Regions from separate parts of the Hordeum vulgare genome. Here region 1 is linked to region 2. The links are chromatin contacts, called in public Hi-C maps. All regions are on one chromosome and are shown on one strand. The core of a region is the stretch at or near the end of the contact, and the rest is flanking DNA. Distances in the headings are between cores, read along the strand shown.

The links. A called contact is a pair of places that touch in the nucleus more often than the background predicts.
Region 1: a contact with region 2 is called in a Hi-C map of leaf, with 2.0 times the contacts expected there. The contact joins two enhancer-like sites. A contact is called at or near these places in 3 of 6 Hi-C or Micro-C datasets (all in leaf).

Annotation. Positions count from the first base shown.
Region 1 is chr2H:596,584,560-596,588,334 of MorexV3_pseudomolecules_assembly, reverse strand. No RefSeq gene overlaps it. Among protein-coding and RNA genes, the nearest start is that of LOC123430693, 44 kb to the left of the region's middle. Within about 2 kb of position 1,319, at least 3 of the 3 cell types and tissues checked have open chromatin away from gene starts, as enhancers often do. A contact at or near this core is called in leaf, where this site is marked.
Region 2 is chr2H:596,530,413-596,534,421 of MorexV3_pseudomolecules_assembly, reverse strand. No RefSeq gene overlaps it. Among protein-coding and RNA genes, the nearest start is that of LOC123427571, 79 kb to the right of the region's middle. Within about 2 kb of position 1,336, at least 3 of the 3 cell types and tissues checked have open chromatin away from gene starts, as enhancers often do. A contact at or near this core is called in leaf, where this site is marked.

The DNA.
Region 1 (3,775 bases), core at 70-2,569, 54 kb before region 2:
ACTTATGTATGTGGCCATATGAACTGTTGTATTGCTATGTTTCTCCATCTAGTTCATTTTAAAACATTCTGTGTTTTATTGTTGTTGTTGTTCATCTTAACAACTTATGCATGTATAGCTCCTGAAAAACATAAGATAGATGTTGAAATCCTTAATTTCAGGGATATATTTGACATTTTTATACGCTATTTTGAATATAGCATGCTATAGCATGCTATAACTTGTATAACATTTGGAGAAGGGCCGCGCTATTTTAGATAGCACATTATTTTTTCACACTAATCATGTTTTTTCTTTATTGCCATTATTCATGCTGAAACTGATTTATTTATGTACGTGTATCTTGAGTTTGGATATGGATTTTGTAGGGTTTGTACACACATGTATTGTGAACATTCATAAATTTTATTGAAAGTTTTTGAATTCTATTTAAATTGGATTTTTTCCAATGGATAGCATGAGAGTATCTGGGTGGTAGTATCGTCGAATATTAGCTCCTTTTGCGGGCAAGCTGCATGGAGGAATGTTTCTGTTTTTCTTCTTCTTGTCGAACAGCGGTACAACTGCATGCATTCTTTTTTTTTGAACAGAGTACAATCGAAGTCGCTCACATACACGAGCGTACACTCACCCCTATGAACGCACACACGCACACCCTACCCTTATGAGCACCTTCGAGAGACTAAGCCGGCACATCATCTTGAGATTGACGAAGTCGCCACTGACGCCTTCGCCACAGTCCTCCTAACCATCTAACCACGGGTTGGTTTGCACAACTGCATGCATTCTAAGACTAAAGATTAAAGACCAAGACCAGTTGAACCCGACATGGGTCTAGATACATTTGGCGCAAACAACCGGTACTGAAAAAATCTTGTAACAAAAGTTACTCAAAAAAGAAAACGATACTACAAACACAACAATTTTAAAAAAAGAAGTAAAAAACGCAACTACTAGTACAGTTTTTTCTTTCTTTGAAAGGTACTTCCCCTGTCCCATAATATAGTATAAAAACCGTTCTTATATTTCCTGCAAAAAACGTTTTTATATTATGTAATGAATGGAGTAGTACAGTAAAATTCCTGTTGAACCCGAAGCGTTGATTAGTTGCCCGCGTTGGAACTGGCAGGTCATACGACCCCGCGACAGTTCGATGCATCCGGTCCCGTCACGCGAAAACCATGCACGCCGTGCGCGGCGTAGTTCGGTCCCTGTTCCTTGCCCTACTGAAGTAGTAGTACTTCCACCTGTAAGCCTTGGCACGAAGCGGGGGAGTGGGCGTGCATGCGCGCGTCCAGCCAGCATGTGGCCTTGCCGGCACCGCGCGAGCGGCAGTGCTGGCCGCCCATAAGTAACTTGCCGGCCGGACCGGCCGAGGTATGCCCCACGCCACCGCCAGCAAGAACGCTCCCCAAGCCTTCGACGCCAACGTGCATGCACACGCGGACGCGGCCGCTATTTCCCTTTCACACGTTTTAACCATGGCCTAGCCCGCCCCGCAAATAATTGACATAAACGGAGTATGTTTATTAGGATGTGGTCGGACACATAGCGCCGCGGCGATCAAGAGCCGGTGCGCCCTCCCGGTCCCCCGGGGCCATCGCGCGGTATTCCCCGGAATCGAGCGTGTTTTGCTTCCGCTGTCGCTCCTCGTCGCGGTTGCGTGCGCGAGATGGAGGAACGGGGAGACGGGTACGTGGAACCAAGGCATGCCACGACCCGGCGCTCTGTCTACCGCGTGCGGTGCGATGGACAGCTCTAGCTCGCGCGCGCGGGGGCGTGGCCGCGCACAGGCGGTGCGCGCGGGCAACAACCGGGTAATGGCGATTCCGTGCCACAGGACATGTCGCGTGCGGTAACTGGTCGCGTGTGACCGGCCGCCAGCCGGTTGTTACCGGTGCCATGCATGTATGCAGCGGCACTGTCGCGAGGTCAGCTCGTGACAACGTTGGTGGTAACTAGGGTAGGGATCGTGAGGCTACTCAGCTATAGTAAGGGACACGCCGGAGTGACTTTCGACTTTGGGCAAGAACAGTTCACGCCCTTTGTTCTGGGGACGGTCGAGGTGGTTGCGGCACCTGCGACGGGTCAGAAGGGGTGGGGAGGGTGCGGGCCGCACCACAGTCCACGCTTCATTACGTGCACGAGAGTGCATGTCTTCCCGCCCGGCCCACGTTTTGGAAAAAGCATGGCGTTGCACTGCTGCGGCGTCCTCCGGAAACAGGGGGTGCTGCTCTTTTGAACTTTGGAATCTAGCCCTCTAACTTTACTCGCTTAGTCAACTAGATACAGAAATCAAAAGTCCGAGTTTTCCTTTTTCTCTCGAGGGTGTTCCTTTGGATAATGGACAACTCCGCATAGTACACGTACTATTATTGTTGCTACTGTGGAAATAGTTCGGACTTTTACACTGTTTTGACCCTTTCAACAATCTTTAGCACAGACTAAACTCGATCTGAAAGTATTTCACGATCTGATCCTTTTAGAAACGCCACAATCCGTGACGTTGCTGCTGCACATAGAAACGCTTGTCCAATTAGACGTTTCTGCTCTACATTCAAACGCTGAACGAGCTTACGTTGCAGACCAGTCTAAAAACGCCATGGGGTTTGACGTTGCCAGCCAGGCTGGAAACGCCATGGGGATTGGCGTTGCCAGCCAGACTTGACCCGGTGTCGTCGAGCAAGCCAAAACGTTGGTGGGTTATCCTACACTCGCTAATGGCCAAGCCACTCGAGGGCAAAAGCAACCCGTCGCCCATCCCATGCAGAAAAGGTACAGTATGACACTGCATGCATGCAACAGCATCCGGGGGCTACTCGAGGGAAAAAGCAACCCGGCTGGCAACGCCAATCCTCATGGTGTTTCCAGCCTGGCTGGCAACGCCAAACCACATGGCGTTTTTAGACTGGTGTGCAACGTAAACTCGTTCGGCGTCTGAATGTAGAACAGAAACGTCTAACTGGACAGGTGTTTCTATGTGCAGCACCAACGCCACGGATTGTGACGTTTTTAAAACGGTCAGATCGTAAAATACTTTCAGATCGAGTTCAGTTTATGCTAAAGATTGTTGAGAAGGTCAGAACAGTGTAAAAACTTGACTAGTTTGCCTCAAAAGAAAAATGAGATGAGTTCTAGTAATAATTGTGATGAGGGGCGCACTGGTGCGAGTGTGTGCCTGTCACGTGTTACGTGTGTATTATGATGAGTACACACATATATGCATGTCTCTTTCTTGTAAAGATTTTTTTGGCAAGTTTCTTCCTTGAAATCTAAAAGCAGAAGGGATAGTTAATTTGGTGCCTTGAGTTGTGTCTCCCTCGACAGGTTACCCTCATTCTTGCCCAACTCACTTTGGTTTCTTTGTGCTTTTGTCCTCCCGTGACGGTTCCGTCCAGTCAGCGCTGTTTGACCGCTACCGGCTCTAGATTTTGGACACGGCTTGCCCCCCGTTCGTGCTCACTCGCTTGTTCCCCCCTCACTCTCTCATTCCCCAATCCTCCCGTCACTCTCTCTCCCCATCCAAACCCTAGTTCATCGGCGCCTCAACACCAGATCCACAAACCCTAGGGGCACCACCACCACAACATCGTCTTCAGCACCACCACATCCATTTCCACGCGATGGGGGACAATGGACAAACCCTAGGCGGCGGCGGCCGCCACAAGAAGGGAACCGCACCGGCGCGGGAGGGCAACGGCTGCGCGCACGGCCAGGCAGTGTCCCAATCACCACGGGGTAGCAGACACGACGGCGGTGGCATCTCAAGGCGACA
Region 2 (4,009 bases), core at 87-2,586:
AAAAACAGAAGAAACTCAGGGAACTCGAATGAGACACAACAAATGAAAACAAAAACATATGAAAAGGGTTCGCCCAGTAGCTTGTAGCGGAAGTAAGGGAACGGAATTTCACGCAACACGCAAAGACCATTTGGGAATCTCCTATTTGCCCCACGTTGCGGCAAGCTGGCGCAGCTTCACACAGACCGAATGATTATTTTTGTAGCGTTTTCAGATTTGCTTCTATTTTTTTTTGTTATTTATTTTATTTCCTATTTATTTTTAATTACTTCTCCCCCACTTTCTTGTTCTTGAAAATTTCATTTTTTTCAAAAAAAAAGAATAAGAAGCTCAGAAAGTAATCATAACTTCAAGAAATGTTCAGAATTTTCAAAAACTGTTCAGCATTTCAAAATATGTTCGTGCTTTAAAATTTGTTTGGGTGTTTCGTAGAATGCTTTCATGAATTTAAATTTTGAAAAATTATAAAAAAGATATTTTACTTATTTCCTGCACACTTTTGAAACACAAACATTTTATGAAAACCACTATTTTTTTTGAAAGGGAGAACCATTTTTGAAACATAAATATTTTTATGAAATAAATATTTTTTTCTTGAAATAAAAACAATTTACTAATCTATCTTTTTTTTCAAATTACGGAAAATTTTAAAAACCCTGCAGTTTTTTTAATATGAGAACAATTTTTGAAACACAAACATTTTTTAAATATGAACACATTTTTAAAGCCAGTACATTTTTGGTATTTCCAGATTATTTTTTTAGCACAAACATTTTAATATAAATTGTGAATAATTTTTTTTAAACATGAGAATATTTCATTAAATTAAAACAAATTGAAAATATCAACAAATGGAACAGTAAAAGTAAAACGAACACATTTTTTGAAAGCGAGAATTTGTTTTGGAAATGCCGAACATTTTCGGAGAATCCCAATTTTTTTTTGAAGTTATAAATAGTTCTTGAACATGATCTTAGTTTTAAAAAACAAAGTAGCCTTAAAAACATTTTCCAAAAAGAAAGGTAATTTTGAGAAAGAAAAATTGAAATGAAGGGAATAGAAAAAAGGAAATAAAAAATAACCAAAAAACGAAAAAAGGAAAGGAAATAAGCAGAATAGGAAAAAAAGAAACAGAGAAAAAAAAGTGAAACCGAACAAAAAAAATCCAATTCAGGAACCTTCTAGAAGTTTCACAAAACTGTAAAAAAAATGGCTGAGAAGTTCCCAAAATCGGGAACCTTAAACACACCTACATGGGCTGGCCTAGATGGCTCCCTCGCATGTGCGAATCTGCGACAGCTTGCCGCCAAGCGTGGCGAATTGAATTATCCCAGCATTTGCACAAAGCGAGGGGGACTCCTGTTCGGTGCCTTAAGCGCTGGAACAGGTAGTTGGCACCCGCACACCCTACGTTATGGGCCGGGCCAGGAACCCGCATCACAGGGACATATAAAAGCATGAAAAATAGCATAAATACTCAAGCTATTGACTCGAACTCAGATCATTACATTCAAGAGTAATTCGACTAACCACTACACCTACTCGAGTGTTGTAACCCATAGTAGCTCTAACCATATAAGAACAATGAGGCAGTACTATTTATTGCATAGTTTGACCTACTGTATCACATAGTCTTTTTTTACTTGAATAAAAAAATGTGAATTTGAAAATATTCATCTACTGTATCAAATTTGAAGTAAAGTTCATCATTTTGGAAAAAATGAATTTTTAAAAAGGCTACAAAAAATAGAAAAAGTTCATCAAATTTTAAAAGTTTGTGGAATTTCAAAAAATAGTTCATTAATTTGAATAAGAAGTTCACGTATTTGCAAAAAAAATGTTGAACCAGGTCAAAGAAAAAAAGAAAAAAAAAGAAAAAGAAAAAAGAAAAAGACAAAAAGAAAGACTACTACAAAAAAATGTTGTTATTTACCGGAACCTGCTTGGTGGCGTGGTGGTTAGAGAAGCGTGTATCGATGAGGGAGGTTCCACGCGAGGATATGTCTCGCCTACACCAAGATGCGTGGAAGTCTCGCTGAAGGCGACATCCATATTGCTGGCCCATCGCGTTGCTGACGAGAGGCCACGGACCATTATTCTATTTTCCTTAAAAAAAATACATTTATAAAAAATATATTTATAGAAAAAGGCTTTCATCTCGCTTTATATATAAAGCAACAATCAGCAATAGGCGGGTATAAACATACGCCAACACAACACACATACCCAAGGCAGGATACACAGACGATGAGCGCACCAACACCACCCCTAACACTAAGAGATGGAGCCGTATACGACGTACCGTCTACTCCAACACATAGGGAGAGGGACCTACATGGGCTGGCCTGGTGTGGGTACGCTTCATGCGCCAAAGCGAGACATAGCTTCGAGCAACAGAATACTCGTGCATTTTTTGTGGATTAAAACATAGGGAGAGGAACCTACATGGGTCGGCCTAGCGTGGTGACGCTTCACGCGCCAAAGGGCAACACGACGGGGATACATACGGCGTACCGTCTACTCCAATGCGGTGCATTCAGGAAGGAAGCGACACCAGAGCGCCGCCACCACCGATCTAAGGATGAGAGTTTCCCCTCGAGCAACACGATGGGCAATGAGAGCCGCGACGATGCCTTCCAGAAGAGAACGAGCATTGCCCCTGTCGGTCCGTCCGAAGATAGCACAGGTTTCCACCCCTACCAACACACACCGCCACCGAATGCCACACCCCGGCTACCACGCCACCCACACGATCATGGGCACCAGGCAGGACTAAGCCACGGGCTCTGCCCATGAGCGTTGCACTATAACCACCAGGGGCGCCGCCCCGGCGTCCAAAGCCTTGTCACCACCTTATCCTAGACCCGCTGCTATCCCAACCAAAGAGATGCGCGAAAAGGTCCCGCCTTTTGCATCCCTGAGCGGCCCCCACCGCCGATACCCTATAGATCGGCCAAAATTGGCCTCCATCGCTTCGTCCTGCAGCCTTGGATGCAAACCGAGCTCGGTCCTGTTGCCGGGCGCGAGACGAGCACATTCCTGCTGCTGGGCGCGAGATGAGATCGGTCCTGCTGAAAGCACAACTTCTCCCTATATGGTTTTGGTAATTAATAACAACATATATTTCACTGAACTAATGATTCTGCTAAGCATTTTCTGGAAAGGTTGAGTGAATGGATTGACAAAGGATTGTGAGGAGATCCCCTAGATGCAAGGGACACCTATTAGCAACAAGTTTCAAGACTCTACATTTTGCATTCTATGAGTAATCACATTTGAGTCCATAGGAAAGCCAATGCTATTAAAAGAGGGTGAGATATCCATGATGACCTCGTTGCTCAAGTGCTTAAAGTTAGCCACCAAAACCCCTAATGAATTCTCCCACAAAAATATTATAGCTAAGTCCTAACACTCAAATTTGTTGCCACCAAAATAAATTGGCCCTACCGAGTTTCACCCTAGACAGATCCACAACCAAACCCTTATATATCCCGCAGTCATGAACTTGAAAATTCTTCAAACCCTCGGCCAACCGCACCCCACTCCTTCCTCCGCCCTCGTCCTAAGGACTTGCCTCGAGTGGGCCCTCGCCGTCGGAGTCCACCGTAGTCAATGGATTCTTTCCCATCGTTGTCGTCGTCGGGAGATTTCACCAAGCTAGGGTAAATCTTCGTCCCCTCTTGTGCTCCATGTCTAATTCATGCGCATTAGGTCTTGTTCAACATCTTGCCACGATTTGCAATGTTCTTATCCATGAGAAAATCTCGTAAGATTAAGCGAACAAAAAAATAGGTTTAGGTTTCCGTCGTACGCGCCTCGGAGTCAACGAGTGGAAACGGATCGGTGTAACCTATCTGGAATTTAGGGTTTCTGAGAACAATCCCAGTGAGACCGAATCCCTTTTCGGTGAAATTAAAAACTGTGACCAAGTTTCTGTTAATGAGGTTGTCTGTCTCGAATGCTTCAAAAACTGAAATTCGGTGGAATCGAAACCCTTATAGTGGAAATC